2 separate regions of the Sus scrofa genome follow, and region 2 is linked to region 1. The links are chromatin contacts, called in public HiChIP or PLAC-seq maps. All regions are on one chromosome and are shown on one strand. Each heading gives the region's core, a stretch centred on a gene start, on an enhancer-like site or on the middle of the called end of the contact. The rest is flanking DNA. Distances are from core to core; before and after follow the strand shown.

Region 1 (6,809 bases), core at 2,710-5,209:
TGCAAAACTTCCAGATTGCCTTTTTTCTATGCAAGTCTAAAGCATCTTTCCAAATGCCAGCAGTTTACAATTACAACAGCTAAAGGTTTCTGGAGTTTTTTTTCCAATAAAATCTCATTCTCATTTTCTCTCCCTGTCTCAATTCTTAGTAAGGATGATATACTGGAAGGGGTGGGAGGAAGCTTCATGGGAAGACTTTGGTAGAAAAAAAGGTAAAAATTTGATAGCCTCTGAAATCTAGGGAGGTCCTCAAAGTGAGGAAATAATTTAGAGGCCAGCCCCCTAGCCTGTCCCAGCCAGCTCCCCCCTTGTCCTGCCCTACTCACAGTAGGCCCAGCTTTCCCCTGACAGCTGCATCTGGTGAACACCAACGGAAATCCCTGGTATTTTTCTTTGTATGCGGCCAACCATGGAGATGTGGGTCAGGCATTGCTGGCCTGGCAGTTATAACAGCTCTAGCTTTACCCTTGCACCTGCAGCCATGTTTGCTACACCCTGTGGGGCTGGGAAAAGGGTGTTCCCCTCCAAACGGGGATCAAATCCTCCAGGGTCCATGTAGGCCAAGCTAGCTGGGACTTAGGAGAGTGCCGGAAGAGACCATCTGGGATGTGGGGACAAGGAGGTTGGCTCTGTCTTGTTCTCCCTTAATGTCTGATGCTGTGTGGCTAGTAGCAGGGTTGGCAGTGGCTCTGCTCAGCCAACTCAGCCTAGCGACTTCATCACTGACAGAGCAGACCGGGAAGGTCCTACCTTCCCCCTGGGCTCAGATGGGCCCCAGGCCTGCACCTGAACTCTCACGCCTGTCTGGTGTTTACGGGATTGAAACTGCCACCCTTTGGGACCTAGCCTGTTTTCATTTCTGCTCTCAGCTGTCTGGTCTCCACGGACCTCACCTACAGGTTTGTGCGTGCCTGTCCCCCACGATGCAGCCCCACGAGGCTCCTCTAGCCTAGCACACTCTTCTTTGGCCTTTGTTCTCTTCAGCAGAGCTGCCAGTTCTGTGCCTGGCCAAGGGGAAGGCTTTCTTGGCGCCTCAGACAGGCTCTGTTGGTCCAACCTTGCTGTACCTGTCCCAAGATTCGGTCTCTTTGTCTGCACTCTGAGGGGGCAGGGTGGTGGTTCCAAGGCTGGGAGGGGCCACTTGTGTGGCTGCTCTGGACTGGCCTCTAATTGACTGGCTGATTTTGGCCTGAGCTTTCTCCTGCCCTAGGTCACATGTATCTCCTTTGTAAAGATGTGGGACCAAGAGCAGTCTATGTCCCATTGGTCTTCGAGGTAACTTATAGGTGACATACAAATAAACACTTTTAAATTTTAGTAACCAATGTTTTTATTTTACATTGATTTCCATCTCTGGCAAATGATACTGGTTTTCTTTTTATAGTAGTAATAATATTAGTTGCTTTTTCATTCCATTAATTCATTTAGCAATTACTTACTGAGCGACTGTTCTGCCGGGCACCATTCTAGCTACTGGCGATATTTGCCTGCATGAAGCTTACATTCTCTAAGACAGCGAATGATGAGGATGAAGGGTGGATAGGTAACTTTGGGGGTTTATTTTAATCAAGAGTAATTGGGAAAGGCTTATCTGAGGAGGGGTCATGGGTGAGCAGACATCTGCATGACCTGAGAGAGAAAACCGTGTAACACTCTGTAGTAAGAACTTTCCAGACAGAGGGAACAAGTACAGGGGCCCCAGGGTGAGAAGGATGTGCTTGGCGTGTTTGAGGAAGGGCGGAGATGAGTGTGGCTAGAATAGAATGAGCAGAGGGGAAAATGGTCCAAGATGAAGAACATGTCTCAGCCATGGTGAGACACTATAGCTCCTCTGGGTGAGATGGGAATGCAGTGGATGGAGTGTTTTGACTGGACAGAATCTGTCTGCTTTTAGAAGGACCCTTCTGGTTTTTTTGTAGTGAGAGACCAGAGAGGGGAGTAAGAAGCTGGGAGGTTGTTATAACAATACAGGCAGAAGATGATGTTGGCTTGGATGGTCGGGGTGATGAGATGTGGTGAGATTCTGGATAAATTTTGGATATTGATCCAGAGGAACATGCTGACAGATTGGAGCTAGAGAGGACTGAAGGATTACTCCAGGGCGTTCCAGGCTTCCATAGCTGGAGGGATGAAGCTACTACCATTCACTCAAAGGGGGAAAGATGGAGAAAGAACAGGGTAGGGGGTGGGTTTAGAATTTTCAATATATTTATGTTTTTAAGAAATGGGTCACTTGATAGGGAAATGTTGATAATAATGACCAGTGAGGTCAAACCAGTGGTGGCTGAAATTGTGGATAGAGTGCATCAGATGTATCCGTGCTTCTTCCAGCTCTAAAAGTCTGCTTTAGTGATTTGAGACCTCAGAGTCTCCCATTCATGAAGAAGGGGAACTTGACTCAGCCTAGAGTGTAAGGGATGCAGAAGGAATGACAAGAGAGGAGTCCCTTGGGGCAGGCTTACCTCTAGGTAATTTGGAAGGACTTGGAAAGTTCTTGAATGCATCCTGGCCTCGTGGCATTGGCTCACTCACTCATTCACTAAGCACTTTCTGCCTGGCAGGCCTGGACACATATGGTGCAGCTCTAATGCCCCTTGCCTCCCAGTAGAAATTGAGCTGTCCTCTTGCCCACCATGGGCCTGGCTGCTCCTCTGTGATCCTGCACATGCCTGGAGGTCAGGTGAGCAAATGGCTTTGCCTGCATGACAGCAGAAATGGTTTTGTCTCTTTCTTCATCCCAACAGTGTCCCCGTAGTTATCAACCTGGAAAAAAATCCTCAAAGGCCTCTTCTCCTGCCTTTTGTAGATGAGAAATAGGGTCAGAGAAGCAAACAACTCCCACAGTCCACATCCAATCCATTAGCAAATCCCTTCAGCTCTACTTTTAAAAATAAAATCTGAATCTGACTCCTCTCCAGCCTGCTGGGCACCATCGTGGATAAGCCACCCTCATATTTCTCCTGGATGGCTGCGTCAGCTCCCCACCACCTCTCACTTCCACCCTTGCCCCGGAGGTCTTCACCCAGCAGCCAGGACTCGATTAAAATCAAAGTCAGATCATGTCCCTCCCCTGCTCAAAACCCCAAGGTGCTCCCATGTCTTTAAATGGCCTTCAAGGCCCTGCACAGCCTGGCCCTTGGCCACTGCCAGAGCCCATCATTCTCCCCTGACTCACTCAGCTTCAGCCACACTGGCATCTTTCCTGTTCCTGGAGTACCCCGAGTTGCACCTGCCCCAGGGCCTGGCACTTATTCCCTCTGCCTTTCCTCAGACCCTTGCAGTGCCTGTTCCCTCCCTTCATTCAGGGTTCTCTCTGATCAGATGTTACCTCCTGAAGGAGCTTTCCCTGACCACGGGTTCTAATTCTGCCCTCTTCCATATTTCTCTCTAACCCCTTTCTCTCATTTAGTTTTCTTTTTAGCACTTATCACCGTCTGACACATTTGTTTGTTGCCTATCTCTTCCTGTTAAATGATAAACTCATGCAGGTAGGACTTTTTGTCTAACTTAATCACTGCTTTATTCCCTAGCACTTAACATGATGCCTGGCATTTAGTGGGCTCTTAATAAAGATTTATGGAACGAATGAGTGTCCAGCACTAAGCAGAGAGTCCTCCTACAACCTCACAGGTCAGCCCACAAAAGGGTCATGGTCTGTCTTAGAAAAGTCAGCTGACCGCTCCGCCAAAGCTACTTGGCATCACTTTTGTTTCCAAGATAATGACCAGTTGGAGGAACTCTTCTGCAAGGACTGGCCTTGCAGAGGCTGGGTTTGGGGAGCAAAGGGGAGGCACAGAGCCGCCATCCGCATACCCCTCTCCTTCCTACCCCTGAGGCACCCAAGGAGCCAAGGGACATGCCTCAGCCCTGTCCTCAAAGTCCTCTCTGATCCAGGGCCCAAGATCCTCAGTAAGTAGTGGGCAGTGGGTGGGTGAAAGGGGAAGGAAGGAAGAGCTTAGTCACGTCCTTCTGCATCTGTCCTGTTGCGCTGGCAGAGTGAACGTGCTGTGGAGTCAGACACCCTCACTCGGTAACCAGAGATCTCAGGCAGAGTCTCCTCCCCTCTCGGAGTCTTCATTTCCTTGTTGGTAAAGTGGGGACAACACCTACTTGCAAGATGTTGAGAATTCAAGCAGGGGCTAAATCAGTATGAGCTGGGGTTTTTTGTTTGTTTGCAGCTATAAATAATAAGAATACAACATGGGAAGGACAGTGGGGCCATTCATTTTTAGCTATAGAAAAATAATGACAGTTCGCGTGTATTGTGCACTCTCTATGGACCATTTCACTCTTGCTGCTAAGCCTGTGGTATAAGGACAGCGTTCTCACTTTATAGACAGGCCTCTGGGCTTGGTGAGATAAAGGGTCTTGTCCCAGGTCCCACAAGTAGGCAGTCACAGAGCTGGGTCGGAGTCCGCACTGGCAGACTCCAGGGGTCAGGAGGTCTTGTGGGGGAGTCCCTTCACCTCCTAGGGTCTTTTTTAGGGTGGGGGTTGAACTAGACATTGCTGTGAACCACAGGTCATGCCACCTCGGGTGGGATGGTGCGTCGCTTCTCGGCCTCCTGCTGGTGAGGGCGGTGGTCGTCTTCTGCAGTTTATTGGTGTGTGGACGCTGACTGTGAACAGCCCCTCCCTCGGAGTCATCGGCTGCAGACTCAGGCTCTCCCGACACCCTCTCAGCATCTTGCTGTTCTACACCTTGAGAGGGCCAGTGGATTCGGGTGGAGATAAAACACGGGGAAGACTGGAAGGAACCAGAATGTAGGAAATGCAGCATGAGGAAGCCTGCAGCTCTTGAGATTTTGGTTACAAGGGTGTGTGTGTGTGTGTGTGTGTGTGTGTGTGCGCGCACACGCGTGCGCGCACATTCATATGAGGGAGGTGGGGGTTGCAGCGATTTCTTCCCATCCCCAAATCCTCCAGAGCTGTTGCCTTCTGCTGTGGAATTCCAAACATTTCCGATCAGATAAAGGTGGCTGAAAATACCCGGGACTTGTCTGGACTAGTTGGAGGCAGTGCTGGGGTGAGGGGTTGAGGCCACTAGGACAGAGCCCTGCAGGTCTGACCCTCTGAGGAGCTAGCCCTGGTCACAGACAAGCCCCATGCCCTTTTCTTTTGGAATCTGCTGGTTTGAGGGCAAGGCTCAGCAGGCTTTGCAGTGGAGGCAACAAGTTCTTCTACTCAAGAATGCTGCCTCTTGCCTTCCACACTAAATTACAGATCTTTTGGATCCCCTGAGAGAATGCAGGTAGTCACTCATCTGCCCGCATGTGAGTTTTTTGGTTTTTTGGTGGTTTTTTTTGTTTGTTTGTTTGTTTGTTTTTGTCTTTTTGCCTTTCCTTGAACCGCTCCCGAGGCATATGGAGGTTCCCAGGCTAGGGGTCGAATCGGAGCTGTAGCCACCAGCCTACACCAGAGCCACAGCAGTGCGGGATCCGAGCAGCATCTGCAGCCTACGCCACAGCTCACCGCAACACTGGATCCTTAACCCACTGAGCAAGGCCAGGGATGGAATCTCCAACCTCATGGTTCCTAGTCGGATTCGTTAACCACTGCGCCACAACGGGAACTCCCCGCGTATGAGTTATTTTCATCCTCCTCACATTGTAGCACTAGTAAGAGCCCTTTGAGATGATCTTCATTTTACAGATGAGGAAAGTCCCAGACTTCCCCAGCATGCTAGACAGCAGGATGGACTCACCCCAAGCAAGCCAGTGACAGAGCTGGGACACGAAATCCTGCTGATGCTCAGTTCATTGCCCTTCTCGTCACAGCAGGCAGCATTGATCAGCACCAGTCCAGGAGTGGGGGCAGCTTTGGATGGGAAGGAGGAGGGAGTGGCTGCCTTGGACCGTGGAGTGCTTGGAGGCATAGACTCCAGAAGGAGACAGAGTTTTAGGGTTGGCAGAGTTGGCTCCAGAGACCAAGGTCCTGATCCTTGTATATTCCTACCATGGTCTGTCTGGCCTGTAGCCTCAACACAATGCAAAAGATGCCTTTCCAGAACTTTCTCATGAGCCTAGGAGAGCTTGATGTCCTGGGAAGTCCTTGCTACCCTGCCTAATCACCTAGTGTCTTAGGGTTTCCTCCTAGTTTTGCCAGGCAGTGAGGATGGGGATGAAGAGAGAAAAAATTGGCCACTTCCCTTCCCACCAGCCAGTCATACTCATCAGCACTTTCTCTGGGCCCAGCCCTCCGCTAGGCCTGGGGGACAGAGCTCATGGTCAAAAATGAGCAGCTCAGAGTACACATTGTGCCTCAGCGGGTTACCAACCCAACTAGTGTCCATGAGGATATGGGTTTGATCCCTGGCCTTGCTCAGTGGGTTAAGGATCTGGCACAGCTGCAAGCTGTAGCATAGGTCACAGGTGCAGCTCAGATCCCACGTTGCTGTGGCCATGGCATAGGCCTCAGCTGCAGCTCTGATTTGACCCCTAGCCTGGGAACTTCCATATGCTGTATGTGTGGCCCAAAAAAAGAGAGAGAGAGAGAAAGAAAAAATGAGCAGCCCAGAAAACTGGTGAGAGAGCTAAAGGAGACTTGGGGAAGGGGGTAGAGCAGGCAGCCTCCTTGAAGAAGTGGCCTGTTAAAGATTAAGACCTAAGAGGTAAGTAGGAGAGAGCTTGGCAGAGGGACCAACATGAGCAAAGGTCCTGCGGCTGAACAGAACGTAGCATGTGAGGAACAAGCAGCCTGGCCCTAGACAAAGCCGAGGAAACCCTGCAGTGACTTGCAAACCAAGGAGAAGGCCCTTAAGACTCAAGCTGAGCCTTAGTCTAATCGTAAGAACAATAGTAATAGATGGCA
Region 2 (6,809 bases), core at 1,956-4,455, 360 kb before region 1:
TTAATACGTCCTTCCTTTTATGGCCAAATAGCACACTGTTGTATGGCTGTATCACATTCTGTGTATCTGGATGTTAGGGTTGCTTCCCCTTTTTGGCTGTTAACAATAATGCTGCTGTGAACCTTCACGTACAAGTTTGCCAGTTTCTGAATTTTCTATAAATGGAACCATCCCGCACCTGCTTTTTTGGTCTGATTTATTTCAATATCAGGCCTGTGAGAGTCACCCATTTTTAGCAGGTGGCACTCGTTTGTAACTTCTCATTTCTACATAATATTATATTGTGTGTACCACAATTTTTTTTTCTCTTTTTTAGGGCTGCACCTGCAGCATATGGAAGTTCCCAGGGTAGGGGTCAAATCTGTGCTGCAGCTACCAGCCTCCCCCACAGCTGCAGCAACTCGGGATCTGAGCTGCGTCTGCTAACTGCACCACAGCTTGCAGCAATGCCAGATCCTTAACCCGCTGAGCCAAGCCAGGGATCAAACCTGCATCCTCATGGATATTAGTCAGGTTCTTAACCCACTGAACCACAATTTAAATATCCATTCTACTACTTAGGGACATTTAGATTCTTCCCACTTTGTCTGTTACACATAAACTTGCTCTTACCCTTACTTTTGATGCGATTTGACTAACTCAATCTAAAACTGACCAGGGTCACTGGGGGAGACTCTGTAGCCAAGACACTATGTCTGGAAGGAGTCTGCCCAACCTGTAACACACGGAGGATAATGGGACAGACCTTCGCGTCTTACCCATCACTTTCACAGGTCTTAACTCACAACCCACCCAAGAGGGCCCCGCAGGGCCCTCAGCAGCATCCCCTACCTTCCCGAGCTGTGTATTCATTGTCCTCGATGACCCGGGCCAGGCCGAAGTCAGCAATCTTGCACACCAGGGACCCAGACACCAAGATGTTGGCGGCTCGGAGGTCACGGTGGATGTAGTTCCTCTGCTCGATGAAGGCCATGCCTTCTGCAATCTTCACCCAAAACAGAGACACCCTTATGCTCAGATCTGGCCCAACCCACGGTGGGGGTCCCACCCAAAAGCAGAAGAGTGTCCCAGTGTGAGACGGCTGGAAAGTACATGCACCAGCTCCCACCCCCCTTTTTTGTGGGAGGGTCCCGGGCTCAGATGGACATTTCTCTGTCTACCTAGCCAGGTGGAGGGGATCTTCAGGGCCTGGGTCAGTTTGGGGCTTTTCTCTAGAGTTCCAAGACTTCAAGAGAACACTTGGAGGAGGAAAAAGCATTATTTTTTAATTTTATTTACTTATTTATTTATTTTTGGTCTTTTCTAGGGCCGCTCCCGTGGCATATGGAGGTTCCCAGGCTAGGGGTCTAATCGGAGCTATAGCCACCAGCCTACGCCAGAGCCACAGCAACACGGGATCCAAGCTGTATCTGTGACCTACACCACAGCTCACCGCACCGCCGGATCCTTAACCCACTGAGCAAGGCCAGGGATCGAACCCGCAACCTCATGGTTCCTAGTTGGATTTGTTAACCACTGCGCCATGATGGGAACTCCAAAAAACATTATTTTTCTAGGAACTGTATGCGTGCGCGCACACACACACACACACACACACACACACACACACACACACACACACGGGCTTTCATCCCTATCTCCCTTTCCGGAAACAACCTAGGCTCACATCATATTCTGTTGCATCTCTCTCTTTTTTTTTTTTTTGAGGGAGTGGGTATTGGGTGGGTTTTTTTTTTTTTAAGTTTTAGTGAAGTATAGTTAATTTACAAGGTTGTGACAATTTCTGCTGTACAGAAATTGTACAGAATTATACAAAGTGACTCAGGAGTTCCCATTGTGGCTCAGCAGTAATGAACCCGACTAGTGACCATGAGGATATGGGTTCGATCCCTGGCCTTGCTCATTGGGTTAAGGGTCTGGCGTTGCCGTGAGCTGTGGTGTAGGTTGCAGACGTGGCTCAGATCCTTCATTGCTGTGGCTGTGGTGTAGGCTGGCAGCTGCTGCTCCAATTTGACCCCTAGCCTGGGAACTTCCATATGCTGCAGGTACAGCTCTTAAAAAAAAACAAAAACCAAAGTGACCCAGTCATAAACACATATCCATTCTCTCTCAGATTCTTTTCCCACAGAGATTATCACAGAATACTGGGTGGAGTTCTCTGTGCTATATGTCTGCAATATCTCTTGTGCCTCCCTCATCCTCAAGGTGGGATAAGGAAAATTCATTTAGTCGCTCAGTAAATACCTTCTGAGTGTCTCGTGGGTACGAGGCATTACTTGTACAGGTGGGGAGCCAGGCAAAGTCCCTGCAGGTGGTAATAAGTACCATAAAGAAAGGATAAAGCCAGTACCAGGACAGGAAGTGTAGAGGGCTGTTTTGGATTGGGTGGTCAGGGAAGGCTGTTTTGTGGAGGTGAATTTTGGGCAAAGATCTGAGTGATGATAATAAATGTGGCAAATTAAGAGCATTCCTGGCAGAGACAGTGTCATGTGCAAAGGCCCAGAGTCTAGGAATGAGCTTGGGGATTCATGGGATGGGCGGCTGAGCAGAAGATGCCACAGGGAAAGTGGGGGGAGTTGAGCTGGAGAGGGTGCTGCTGTAGTTTGTACTAGAAAAGAAGTTAGTTTGCATTCTGAGCCTGAAGGGAAGATAGGAGGCTTAGAGCAGGAGAGTGCCATGGTTGATGTGTATTTTAATGTCATCATGGCTGCTGAGTGACTAATAGACTGTGTGGAGGATTCTTATTCACAGTGGGTCCCGGGAAACCTGACACAAAGATGGGGGATTTTTCCTTAGAGATGTTTTTCACTTCTAAGGGTTTGTGCCTTAACTCTCATAAAGAGGTTTATGATTAACCTTCGGAAACTTGGAAAAAAGCATTTATAGTTCATAAACTGGCCTTCCATGTCCTTGAGCTCGAGCCAGGCATTATCACTATCTCTCTTGTACAGAGGGGGGATGCCTTTTTCAGATCACACTGCCAGGGAAATTCTTTTTTTTTTTTTTTTTTTTTACCACCAGGGAAATTCTGACTCAAACCAGTCTGTGGGTTTCCACTCCCAGTGCCCCATGCTGCCTCTAATTACCCCAAACTCCAGAGCTCTGGAGAACTGCAGCTGTATACAATCTGGTGAGATTATCTGGGGAGGTGGGGTGACCAGCCAGACAAAACCAAGGCACCAGCCTCTTCAAGGGTTGAGGCGAGTGGATGGTGCACTTGTGGAAAGTGGCCAGCAGGGGGCACCTGTGGCCACTGGCACTGAGGTCTGAGGCTCCAGCTTTTCCAACAAAACAGTGACTTTCTGATTCTGATTTGGGTGGGATGGGATGGAGTCTTGGCCTAGAGGGCGGGGAAAATTTACAAGGAGTTCTTAGAAGAACAGTTAGAAGAACAATGTCTATCGCATAAATGGCAGACGTTGTAGCTTTTTCATTACTCCTAAGATGATACTTAAATAGGATTTGTTCTCCGTTTTGGGGGATGTCCTACTGATGCCAGCACAAAAAAACTGAACCCCAGAAAAATAACTCGCTGGCCCAAGGACTGGAAATCTGACAGCCCTGCTCAGGGTCTGTGTGCTTCTCCATTACTCTACCTGAATTTTTGGCACAGAGCAGGCACTAATGCTGGGTACCATTTTTTCAGTACCCAGGGGCAGACACGCATGAGCCCATGAGCTCCGTGGGACGGGTGGGACTAACCCCACTCAGGAGACAGCAGACCATAAGGCCTAGGTGACTCTGGGTTGGACCAGCTCAATTTGAGCCCACATCCCTGTGGTCTCGAGCAAGCTACTTCACCCCTCTGTGCCTCACTTTTCTTCTCTGTAAAATGGGGACAACAGAACCTTCTTCCATGGGGTCACGTGAGGATTAGTACTCTTAAGTTTACATCAGGGGCGTAGAACAGAGTCTGATACATAAGTATTCACGTCAGTGGCCAAAATGATTGCGGGAAGTGGTGCTCAGAGAGGTTAAGCAGTTTGCTCAAAGCTACCCAGGCAGAGCTGGGGTCAGTAGCAAAACTCTATGTGATTCCTAAGCCCCTGTACGTCGAGTGTTGCTTCTCAAGGGTTTGTCAACTACATGAACAGCAGATAGGTTTATTGGGTTCAGGGCTGGTCTAAGCACTGGCGGCCGATGAGGTGGTAGGATTTCATGACCACCAAGTGGGCTGCCATGATGTCAGGCATTGGGATGTGGATTTGCTTCTGAGAGCATTAGGGGAGAAGCACAGAATCAGCTGGAAGGGCCTGTAGAGATATTCCAGCTCAGGGCTCTTCACACTGAATCCAGCTGATAACCTCAAAGTCACTTTGAGGATTGGGGGACAAAAAAAAAAGGCCACCTCCTTCAACCAGAGCAGCTCTGTTTTGACCTATTTTAAGTTTTTGGCTGCTCTATATGACTCATTTGACCAATAAAGTTATGGTTTAAAAAAAAAAAAGGAAAAAAAGCTTGCAAACTAGAGACCCATGGAGATGTCCAGTTCCCTGATTTGACAAATAAAGGGGCTGAGACCCGTTGTGGATCTGAGGCTGTACAGCCTCTCTGGGACTGGAGGTGAAGACCAGGCCCCCAGGTCTTCCTTCCTGCCCCCGGGCTCTGAGTCTACCTTTGCTCCTGGATGCACAAGGGCCTGGAACCTCTTGCCCTCCTGTGGTTTCTCTTTTCCTGTCTATGTAATGTGGAGAGTGGCCCTTGCCCCAGCCAGTGACCTTACACCCAGCAAGGTTTCTGCCAGTTAGACAATCATAGTTTAGCAACAGGCCAGACTATTGTTCCCCCAGAGGGCCCAGTGACAGGAAGATGCCAGGCCTTGATTTCCATATGCCCCTGGCATTCTAGGCTTGAAGGTAAAGCCTTTTTATTATACCCCTGCCCCGTCCCTCCCCAGGATTTGCATACCCAAATGAGCTCTGCCTTAGTCATCTCCAGACTGCCCAACCCTAGGCCCAGGCGCCCATCCCCCTTAGCATCTTCCAGGCTGCAAGACATGCCCTCTTCATTTTTGCCAAGTCCAGGCCCCAACTGACCAGGCCGAGTTCTTAGTTTGCCCTTTGGGCTTTGATACAGGCTGTTTCTTCTGCCCAGACTACTCTTCCCTCTCCTTTTCAGCTGCCTAACTTGTACTCATCCTTTAGGGCTCAGCCTCGAGACGGCTTCCTCTGGGAAGCTTTCATGGATTTCTCCTGAACCAGGCTGACGACTCCAGCCGTGTACTGCCATAGCACCCTTTCTTCCCCTGTTTTCCCACAGATCACAAAGAGTCAGAGAGGAGAGAAGTGAGAAGCACTCAGGCTGGGGGTGAGAAGAGCTGCAGAGAGCGACGGGAAGATGAGAAAGAAAATGGGGTTTTAAGAAGCGTTTCTGTGATCTGTATACATTATTAATTTTGCTGGGTACAGCATTCTTTTGACAGTGAGCATGGACCACTTTGGTCATGGCTCTCTAAGAGACTCAGTTGTTTAATAACTGTCAACCCTAAGAGAACAGCGATACTTTCCATTTTGTTCACTGCTGTACCCCCAAAGTAACACAGTAATTTATTTATTTATTTATATGTATATTTTTTGCTTTTTAGGGTTGCACCTGTGGGATATGGAGGTTCCCAGGCTAGAGGTTGAATGGAAGCTGCAGCTGCCTGCCTACGCCACAGCCACAGCAACATGGGATTCAAGCCACATCTGCGACCGACACCACAGCTCATGGCAACACCGGACCCTTAACCCACTGAGTGGGGCCAGGGATCAAACCTGCGTCCTCATGGATCCTAGTTTGGTTCATAACCTGCTGAGCCACAGTGGGAACTCCCCAAAGTAACACAGTCATTTAGGCAAGCTAAATTCATTGCGCTGGGCCTCAGTTTCCTCATCTGTACTTCACTTTCTCTCTATGCCTCAATCTCCTATTCTGTAAAATGGGATGACAGTTACCTACCTGTGGCCAGACTGTTACATCAGTGCTCCCAGTGAACCATGCCTCTGGGCTTCATGCCCTTGTGCAGTCCCTCCTATGCTGACTCTGGTCTGGGCCATGAGACTTGCTTTGGCCAAGGGGATATTAGCAAGCACGATGCAAGCGGAGGCTTCATAGGCGCTTGCTCATTATGGCGAGGTCCCTTGCAAGACTCCCTGTTGGACCCTCGCCACCATGAAGTAGAGGAGCTCTGGTTGCACTATTGAGGGATGTGGGGCCGTTGGAGAGAGACCCAGAAGATGAGCCACCCCCTTGGACATTGTAGCCCCAGGCAAGCTCTCAGCAGACTGCATCCACAAGAGAGACCTCCATTTCACCATGTGGAGCCAAAAAACCACTCAGCCAACCCCAGTCAACCCCACAGAATCATGGGAAATAATAAGTTGCTGTTTCAAGCTACTGAGCTTTGAAGAGGTTGCTTACAAATGGATGGATAACAAAAATCTCACCCTAGAAGGTTGATGTGAAGACACGTGAATTAGTACATAGAAGCCACATAGAGAAAGGATACTTTGTTTTCTTTTTTTTTCATGGCCACACTCACAGCACGTGGAAGTTCCCAGGCCAGGGACTGAATCTGAGCCACACCTATGCCAGCAGCTGGGGTACCACTGGATACTTTAACCCACTGTGCCGGGCCGGGGATTGAACTTGTGTCTCTGCAGCGACCCGAGCCACTGCAACTGGATTCTTAACCCACTGAACCATGGTAAGAACTCCTAAACAGGATACTTTTATCCTGAGAACTCAATAAATGTTAGCTCTTGTTGTCATTATTATAGTATGTGATCAATACTATACTTGTTGAATAAATAGTTGGATTCCTGTCC

The links. HiChIP or PLAC-seq counts read pairs in DNA pulled down with a chosen protein or histone mark.
Region 2: an H3K27ac HiChIP or PLAC-seq map of alveolar macrophages shows a contact between it and region 1. The contact joins two enhancer-like sites. A contact is called at or near these places in 1 of 47 Hi-C or Micro-C datasets (epiblast stem cells) and 1 of 2 datasets of contacts at active chromatin or transcription factors (alveolar macrophages).

The regions. Positions count from the first base shown.
Region 1 is chr17:35,379,156-35,385,964 of Sscrofa11.1, reverse strand. All of the region lies in intron 1 of BCL2L1 (BCL2 like 1), which reads left to right. LOC106506650 (a long non-coding RNA gene) reads right to left here. Exons shown (of 3, transcript XR_001302085.2): 3 at 4,348-4,746. Among named protein-coding and RNA genes, the nearest start is that of BCL2L1, 32 kb to the left of the region's middle. Within about 2 kb of position 3,959, at least 38 of the 83 cell types and tissues checked have an H3K27ac peak or open chromatin away from gene starts, as enhancers often do. A contact at or near this core is called in alveolar macrophages, where this site is marked.
Region 2 is chr17:35,740,622-35,747,430 of Sscrofa11.1, reverse strand. HCK (tyrosine-protein kinase HCK) reads right to left here. Exons shown (of 13, transcript XM_021078145.1): 11 at 832-985. Among named protein-coding and RNA genes, the nearest start is that of TM9SF4, 21 kb to the left of the region's middle. Within about 2 kb of position 3,205, at least 6 of the 83 cell types and tissues checked have an H3K27ac peak or open chromatin away from gene starts, as enhancers often do. A contact at or near this core is called in alveolar macrophages, where this site is marked.